3 separate regions of the Mus musculus genome follow, and all the other regions are linked to region 2. A link is a contact called in public promoter capture Hi-C data. All regions are on one chromosome and are shown on one strand. Each heading gives the region's core, a stretch centred on a gene start, on an enhancer-like site or on the middle of the called end of the contact. The rest is flanking DNA. Distances are from core to core; before and after follow the strand shown. Region 1 overlaps Gm32525 (a long non-coding RNA gene). Region 2 holds the start of H4c11 (H4 clustered histone 11). Region 3 holds the start of Olfr1367 (olfactory receptor 1367).

Region 1 (3,001 bases), core at 257-2,756, 500 kb before region 2:
CTGACATGAAGATTGGACTTGCCTCAAGGAACTCCAATGACTCTAATTAGCAGGAAGTAGTCTAAAGAGGTCTACACCCACTTTTTCCTCTAACTTTCCTCTTCTACCTAGTGTTGGGAGGTTGGAAGGAATTAGGGTAGAATAAGGCATGGAAGGGTGGTAGGTATAAGAACCCAATAAAATAGATTTAAAAATAGGGCCCACAGGTCTGCCTGAGGATAATACATACCATTGTGCCCAACTGAATTTTGATCCCAATGAGACACAGTTACCCAGTTCTGTTTATTTTAAGACTATCCTTCAACAGCCTCATCTTTTTTGTTTTGCTTTTTCCAGGAGAAATGAGAGGTTGAGAAGTTTTTGTAATTTCAGTTAACAGTTTGTTTGTGGTACTCAGACCCTCTAGGTACCACTAAGCCCCACTCTAGCTCAAGCCTTAGACAGTCTTGAAAGGAAAGGGTTATGGCTGTGTGAGGCCTACTGCTTCCCTGTGAGGGGTGGAAGTTGTGTGGATGTAAATGTCCTTAAGGCTATCCTAACATTCAAAATGCTGTGCTGTATTCTTTTTCAAAGGCATTTCCAATATTACCCATCCCAATTCAAGCTCTACTGACTAAAGTCTCCCACGGTGCCTGGTTCCATGATCTGAAGTCACAAGTGCCTCCTTACACCCAGTGATAAGAAGAAATTAAGCCAGGAATGGGGGCCCAAAGACTACAACAAGATGGTTCTGGAAGGACCTTGAATACTACCTTTGAGATGGGTTGGGCGATGCCCAGGGCCTGAGTGCAGGCTCCTGAATGTCCCACACAGAAACACTCAGTTCCCTGACTGGTTTTCATTTCCTGTACACAAACACATGATACAAAATGTTTATTTTAAACCTACACAATTTGGACCTTGTAGTGGTTAGGTTTTTTTAAGTTGACAGAAAAGCGACTTGGGAAGCAGGAACTCTCAGTTGAGGAATTGCCTCTATCAGACTGGCTGTAGGCAAGTCGCTGGGGGCACTTTCTTGATTAATGATTGATGTGGGAGGGCCCAGTCCATTGTCTGCAGTGCCAGCCCTGGGCAAAAGGTCCTGGGTTATATAATAAAATAAGCTGAAGCTGGGCAGTGATGGCACATGACTTTAATCCCAGCACTAGGGAAGCAGAGCCAAGTGAACTCTGAGTTTAAGGCCAGTCTGGTCTGTCTATAGAGGGATTCCAGGCCAGCCAGGACTACACAGAGAAATCCTGTCTCTAAAAAAACCAAACCAAACCAAAGCAAAACAAAACAGTAAGTGGAGTAAGCCAGTAACTGGTTTCTACATAGCTTCTGCTTGAGTTCCTGCCCTTGCTTTCTGTTATGATGGAGTCTAACTTCTAATATGTCTTAAACCCTGTTTCCCTAAATTGCTTTTGGTCATAGTTTTATCACAGCAACAAAACTGCGGCAGACTCTGAGCCACAGAACCTCTTAGGCGGATGTCAGAGTAGATGATGTACACACACACAGTCTCTTAGTTTCCCAGCCGGAGGGATTGTAGCTAACGTGACCACATCTGGAATCAACTAAATGCCAACCGTCTGAGCACATCCGGGGGAGACTTTCTTGATGAGATTATTTGAGATAGGAAAATACACTCTAAATCTGAGCTTCTCCTGGTGACACCTCACAGAAAAGGACAGGAAAGATGAGAGCTTTTGCTTTTTGTTTGTTTGTCTTCACACTTGCTGGCAAGTTCATCTGCTCTGTGGCTGAAGCCTTTCTGTCCTTCTCTGCACACCCCCTTCCCCACCCCGCCCTGCCCTCATAGCTCTGCTCCGGTCTGGTCTATCTGCCTGTCTACCTGTCCACTTGTCTGCCACTGCCCTTTCCCCAGGATCTCATTCTCCTCCCTTCCCTCTTTATATCAGACCTGTTGCATGGCATAATTTCTCAGAGGCACACATTAGCATGGACCCACCAGGCATCCCCTTACCGAGTTATATTTCACAGCAGTAAAATCCAGTGATTCCATCCAGAGGATACTGGGAAATCCCCTAGGAGCTGTGGAAACCAGGGGTTTCTGAATCAAACAAGAAAATGCTTCCTTATGTGTGTTCTCAAGGTCTCAGCCACCCCACCCCACCCCACCCAGCAAGAAAGATGAACTGTGACTCCGTTGTAAGGAGGAGCTTCTTGACATCTTGGGGTGAAACTGTGCGTCTGGTGATGTGCTCCTGTAAACAACCATTCCTGTTTCAACCCAGAGTCTGGCACCAGCTTGAGTGACTGTCAACACAGCCAGTACAAACGCAAGGGGACTGGCCGACAACAATAACAACAGAAAAATAGCCACGGGGATCTGCTGCTCTTGGGGTTTTGTTTTGTTTTCGATTAGAAGCAGGGACTGTATCCGCCTTCCAAGCTCAGCTCCTTCATTTCTTTCTGCCATGTCCCTGGAAGGTAAACACGAGTTGGGGGATAAGGCCTAGAGTCAGAACATTTGCCTAGCCATGTGAGAACTTGGGTGTAAATTAATATTTATACCAATAAGGACACGACACCAGAGATGTAAATTGAGGTAAAACCCTGCTAGCTCACCGAGATAACTTTATTTTCTTAACTATATACAAAGTATCTATTTACAAGCCCGATCCTACAACTAAACTACTAGCTCTTTAGAAGTCTCTATGTGTCATTCTACTGAGCTAGTCTGCCTTTCTCTTGAGTGCCTCCAAACCCAAGAGGGCCCCTTGGTTCTCTTTCCTAGAATACTGTGTAACCTGTGCCTTGCAGCTGCAGCTGCTTCTCTGTTTTCCTGCAAGTCCAAAGAGAAAATCCCTATCTGTTGTTAGGAGCTCCTTCTGTGAGACCCCGACTTAGAGCATTTCTCCCTAGAAGGTAAAGCCCCTGGTCATTCCCCAAGCTTGTTTCCCTGATCTCTAAAAATACAGCTAGAAAGAAGCTCTTTGTTCTCTATAGCCAGCAAAAAGCCTTTTGGTTTCTGAGCCTTACAGCCAGAGATGCGATA
Region 2 (2,756 bases), core at 221-2,720:
CATGAACTCAACAACACCCTCAACTCCAACTGCTTCCTGGAGAGGGCAGAAGGGAGCACAGGTTTGGTGGGACCCTGTATAAGAGGCTACAGGGGAGATTCCAGGGGTAGTAGGCCAGTGTGGATGGGGCCAGGGTGTGGGTGTCAGCAACGAAGTAGAGGCAGGAAGCAGAGTAGGCAGGGAGGGTGGAAGTGGATAAAGGGGAGAGGGTTAACCTATAAGTGGAACCTGTAAAGAAGAAGGAGGAGCAGGGAGGAGGGGAAGAAGGTGGGTAAGGGGAAGAGGCTAATTGTGCATGGCCTTTAGCTCAGAGGGGAAGACAGAAGGCATTGGTATAGGCAAGAAGACTTCAGTAAGCAGAGTATGTGATTTTTGGGGGGGGGGGGTGGGGGAGGTGGGGTGGGATTGGGAAAGGATTAGGTGGAATAGGAGAAAGGCCTGGGTGCAGAGAAGAAGGCTGTCCACTAGACAAAGCACTTAGTGTGTAGGAGGGGGAGAGAAGAAGAGAAGGGGTGGAGACCCAGTGATTCAGATGACGGTTGCTCGAGGTCTGAGTCCCTGTATGTCTGAAAATGCTGCAACCTTGGCCTAAGCCATCGAGCACTACAGACGGAGGGACAAGAATTCAGTTCCCCCAAAACGTGAACAAAGGGAGTCCAGACCATTCTTAAACCAGCAGAAAATTTCAAGATCACGAAGGATGTTATAGTCAAGAGTGCCCTCTAGTGGCCATCCAGACGGGTCAGCGTGTACTGAGGGCAGACCAAAGAACAAAGGAAAGTCAGGCATTTTGGATTCCAGCCCACTTTGGATAAATTTTGAAGTAGGCACCCCAAGGGCGACTGAGATAGTGTTTAGACCCTGTCTTGCCCTTTTCCAAGCCAGGGTTGGTTGCCAGAAACTCTTAGGTGAGGGTGATGACATGTTAGCCTGAAGTTTTCTCCAAGCATATGGGGTTGAGGGAAGGACAGCAGACAGGGTTTCCCAGATTGTGTGGTGTGAGCAGGGGTCCAAGCAAACTGTGAACTGAAATCGGCTTAAAGGTTTCTATAAATTCTTATAAACATATTAAAATGGCCTTTTGGAAGTTTGAACTAAAAAAAAAAATTGAAATGCGGTTACAATAGAGAAGGAACACAAGGTAATTCAGAGCACGGTTTGCACGGTGGAAAGTGTGTACTGAGCACCAAAGCGCCTTAGCAGCCGCCTGCAGTGTCCTCTCTGGACGGGGTTACCGGTTGTTAAGGGGCCGCTTGGCTTTCTGTATTTTGTGCAATCAGTGTACTGATTGTGCGCTCGATTCTCCAAACTCTTAAAAGGGCGTGAGGAGCTAGTTCCCTCAGAAAGCACAGACAGGGAAACAAAAGGCGCCCTTTTTCTTTTTGGTAAGTCTTCCCCTCCCCCACGGCCGCGGGCGCAACTTCCCGCCTCCTCCCTGCAGGTTCTCATTTCGGTCCGCCCGCTACAGTATAAAAAGACGGCGCTCAGGCTCCCGGTCAGCATCTCTGTTCTGAGCTGTCCTGAGTGCAGTCATGTCTGGCAGAGGTAAGGGCGGGAAAGGGCTCGGTAAAGGTGGCGCTAAGCGCCACCGCAAAGTGCTGCGCGACAACATCCAGGGCATCACGAAGCCCGCCATCCGCCGCCTGGCCCGGCGCGGGGGAGTGAAGCGCATCTCCGGCCTCATCTACGAGGAGACCCGCGGTGTGCTGAAGGTGTTCCTGGAGAACGTGATCCGCGACGCCGTCACCTACACGGAGCACGCCAAGCGCAAGACCGTCACCGCCATGGACGTGGTCTACGCGCTCAAGCGCCAGGGCCGCACCCTCTACGGGTTCGGCGGCTAAGCTGCTCGCTTACACTATATTTCCCTAAAGGTCCTTTTCAGGACCACCACATCTTTTACAGAAGAGCTGACGCTTGTTAACTGAGAACTGGAGTGAAAACGGCTCGTAACAGGTTGTCCAATCAGAACGAACATGTATGTGCTTAATTTGCATGCGGAACAATGCTAGGAAAGCTGAATAGTCCTGTCAAGTGGTGAGTTCACTAGGTGTTCACATGGTTTCACTCTTTTTATTTGTTCTAGGCAGTTTTATTATACTTGCCCATTTTTCTGCTTCCACCTCTTAAGGATGCTTCCCTACTTAAGTCATTTCATACCTTGCGACAGACCACTTAAGTTCAGGATTTGTACATTCAGTTGTGTAGAATGAGGTTGATCTGGCTTTATAAACTATGCTGTCTCGGATGCAATAAAATTCTGAATAAAACTGCCAATATGGGGGAGGTGTGAATTTCTGAATTGAGTTTTTATAAGCCATAAAACTTTAATTAATAAATCATAAAACGGCCAAGAGTCAACAGTTAATGAAGGTACACTGTTACTACGTTTACACTTCCACATAAATGTCAATAGAAACAATTTAAGTTGTCCAATGCTTGCGTTTAGTCTGTTCCACATGGGAGAGAGCATGTGGTTTTGCTTAATACACATTCTAATTCCATGTATTTTCCTGCATGTTTTATGACTTCATTTTTCTTTAGAGATGAGTAATATTTATGTATGTTTGCTTGATTAACAAATTTTTCATTATCCATTTCTCTGTAGATGGGCAACTAGGTTGATTCCAATTCTTTGTTATTGTGAATAAAGCAGTAATTAACATTGAGGTAAAAAAATATCTCTATGATTCTCTATATTCTTTGAATATATGCTCAGGTTTAAAATAACTTTGTCATATTGGAGTTCTATTTTT
Region 3 (2,900 bases), core at 374-2,873, 390 kb before region 2:
ATCTGATACCATGAGCTCTCAGTGGAAAAATAAAAACAGTTTTCTCACTCATCACTCATACTGCCTGGTGTTTTCGGGAACAATCACGACTGTGTATAAAGCTCTTCTTTAGGGAATCACTGAGCTATGGGTTGTGGTAGCCCTGTCCTCATTACCTGTCCATTATGATTAATCGACAGGAAAATGTTCTGCAATCCTCCCATGGTCTTCTATCACACATCACAGGGATTCTAGCAACACCATTCAGGTCTGTCACTTCAAAACCAGGTTTTGTTGATGTAACAAAACAATTAAAACAACTTCCATAGACTCGTCCAGTAAACTGAAACACATTTCTCTTGTCACGATAACTTCACATGTAATTTCTTTGGCTAAAGTTTCTTAGGATTAATCCCAACATGTGGTATCTAAATCTCTATCCTAAACTAGGAAATATCTATGTTAATTTTCAAATATATTATCCTTTTTCCTTCGGCTTATCTTTTAAGTGACTCTAAGCTTTTTATGCACATTGAGCATGTTATAAGAAGAATCCTTTTTTATTTATCATGAAAACCTTCTCAATGGGCAAGTAGAATGTTTTCTTTAACATTTATTTTAGAGACATTTTAGGTTAATAGAAAAGTTGAGCAAAGGTACAGAGATTTCCCATAATCCCCTGCCCTCCCTGCATGTGTAGTTTTTCCTTTTTCCCAACCCACAGGACCGTTGGTTGTGATCGGTGAGCCAATACGGATGGATTGATTACTCCAAATCCAGAATTGACATTGGAATTAACCTTTAACACTGTACATCCTGTCCATTTGGACAAGCTCACCTTGGCATGTGCCCATCATTACAGAGAGCTGGAAGCACAGAAGCGATGGAGTAGTTTCACTGTCCTAAAATTTTGGTGTTACAATAATTCTTTCCTGCAGGTAAACTGTTGTGTTTTCATTACTTCAAACACGTGTGTGCGCTTCATTTATAAGTATTGACACTTTCTAGTCTTTGCTCTTTTCCATTTTATTAAAGGCACATAGTCAAGATTTTTAAAATGTAATACCATGAGCTTGCAGTGGAAAAATAAAAACCAACATTCTTACTTATCTCTCACATTTCCTGATAATTCTCATGCTCTCAGTCACTGGCTCAGTCAGGGGTTTTAACTAGTTAAAGCCACTAGTTTTAACATTTTTACAATGTCATCCTTTTTGGAATGACATTCTGTTGGAATACTGAAGTATATACTTTTCTCAAAATTTTTTTTTTCTACTGACAAGTTGTTCTAACTCTAAGAAGTGAGGAGAAAGGAGCTACCACTTTGCCTGAATCCTGATTTGTTCATGTGTTTCAGATGCCTCAATGAGAAATTTCTCCTTAAAAGGGAGTAAGGAGAGGAAAGCAGGCATTATATAGAACAACTTTGTCCCCAGGAAGAGTTTTCCAGACTTTTGAAATGTTACCTATGAATTATTGTTTTATATCACCATTGATGTGATTTCTATGGATGGCATATACCAGCTCTTTCCCTAGGAAAAAATAAGTGTATTTTTTTCTAGTACCTTCATAATTTTTGCCTAGTTGTAATTTTTTAAAATCATCCTTTTCCTCCTTGATTTTATCAGGCCCCTTTCCTTTGAAATGTCAGTGAATCGCATCAGTGCAGATTTCCCAGAAGATTTCATTCTTATGGGCTTTACCAAGTACCCATGGCTGGATCTCCCTCTCTTCTTTGTCCTCCTGACCTCCTACATGTTCACATTGCTGGGAAACATTGCTATTATTTTGGTTTCTCAGCTCGATTCCCAGCTCCAAAGTCCCATGTATTTCTTCCTTACCAGCCTTTCATTTTTGGATCTCTGTTTTACCACTACGACTGTCCCTCAAATGTTGTTTAACTTACAGGGACCCAACAAGAACATCACTTACATAGGCTGCATGGCCCAGGCCTATGTGTTTCATTGGTTAGGCTGTACTGAATGTGTTCTTCTTGGTATCATGGCCTTAGATCGCTATGTGGCTGTGTGCAAGCCTCTGAGGTACTCTGTCATTATGGACCACAGGCTCTGTCTGCAGCTGTCTGGTGCTGCTTGGCTCACTGGCCTGGCTAACTCACTACTACAGTCTACACTTACCATACAGTTGCCCCTGTGTGGGAATCGGATGCTTGACCACTTCTTCTGTGAGCTGCCTGGGCTTATTAAGATGTCTTGTGGGGACACCACAGTCAATGAGGTTACTTTAGCAGTGGTGGCCACATTCTTCATAATGGGTCCCCTCTCCATGATACTTGTATCATATAGTTACATTGCTCAAACTGTATTTCGAATGCCTTCTGCGGCAGGGAGGCTCAAGGCTTTCAACACTTGCTCATCGCACCTGCTGGTGGTGTCTTTATTTTATGGACCAGGGATCTACATCTACATGCAACCCTCAGAGGATGGCTCCCAAGACCTTATCAAGGTCTTGACTCTGTTTTACTGTGTCATCACTCCCATGGCTAATCCATTCATCTATACTCTGAGGAACAAAGATGTCATAGGAGCTTTGAAGAGACTTCTGAGGAAGGCCATTTCAACTAAGGGGATATGAAAAGTGTTTCTTTATTCTTAATTGGAAAGGTCCAACAATAATGTGAAACATCAATCTGTTTTGTCTGAAGGAGGGAACTGTTGACCTAAAATTTGTGATCTCATACTGCAGCTTCTAGAGTGCTTGGATTACAGGTGTATATCACCACACCCAACTTAAATTTTTACATCAAAGCCACCCTCACACCTCCAGTGCCAGGGATGGGTTACATCTCAATGAGTTGTTGACCAAAGGGGTCCCTAGACTGACTCAAACACCACAAGTAATTGTTAAGGCTATTGGTTATCCTTGGTAAGGCCCTGTTAGTGATGATGTCACTTAAGTAT

What was found. Promoter capture Hi-C pulls out the DNA fragments that hold promoters and counts their contacts.
Region 1: a promoter capture Hi-C map of cranial neural crest shows a contact between it and region 2. The contact joins the enhancer-like site here to the promoter of H4c11 in region 2. A contact is called at or near these places in 4 of 39 promoter capture datasets (cranial neural crest, frontonasal cranial neural crest, maxillary cranial neural crest and 1 more) and 10 of 115 datasets of contacts at active chromatin or transcription factors (astrocytes, bone marrow-derived macrophages, effector CD8 T cells and 6 more).
Region 3: a contact with region 2 is called in a promoter capture Hi-C map of liver, with 2.6 times the contacts expected there. The contact joins the promoter of Olfr1367 here to the promoter of H4c11 in region 2. A contact is called at or near these places in 4 of 39 promoter capture datasets (cranial neural crest, liver and neural stem cells) and 1 of 115 datasets of contacts at active chromatin or transcription factors (embryonic stem cells).

The regions. Positions count from the first base shown.
Region 1 is chr13:21,235,820-21,238,820 of GRCm38.p6, forward strand. The region is part of intron 1 of Gm32525 (a long non-coding RNA gene); the gene reads right to left. Among named protein-coding and RNA genes, the nearest start is that of n-TAagc17, 3.3 kb to the left of the region's middle. Within about 2 kb of position 1,507, at least 6 of the 459 cell types and tissues checked have an H3K27ac peak or open chromatin away from gene starts, as enhancers often do. A contact at or near this core is called in second pharyngeal arch cranial neural crest, where this site is marked.
Region 2 is chr13:21,733,564-21,736,319 of GRCm38.p6, forward strand. It overlaps H4c11 (H4 clustered histone 11), which reads left to right and starts at 1,471. Exons shown (of 1, transcript NM_178210.2): 1 at 1,471-1,893. The coding sequence starts at 1,533. The coding sequence ends at 1,844.
Region 3 is chr13:21,345,307-21,348,206 of GRCm38.p6, forward strand. Olfr1367 (olfactory receptor 1367) reads left to right here and starts at 1,624. Exons shown (of 1, transcript NM_146533.1): 1 at 1,624-2,574. The coding sequence starts at 1,624. The coding sequence ends at 2,574.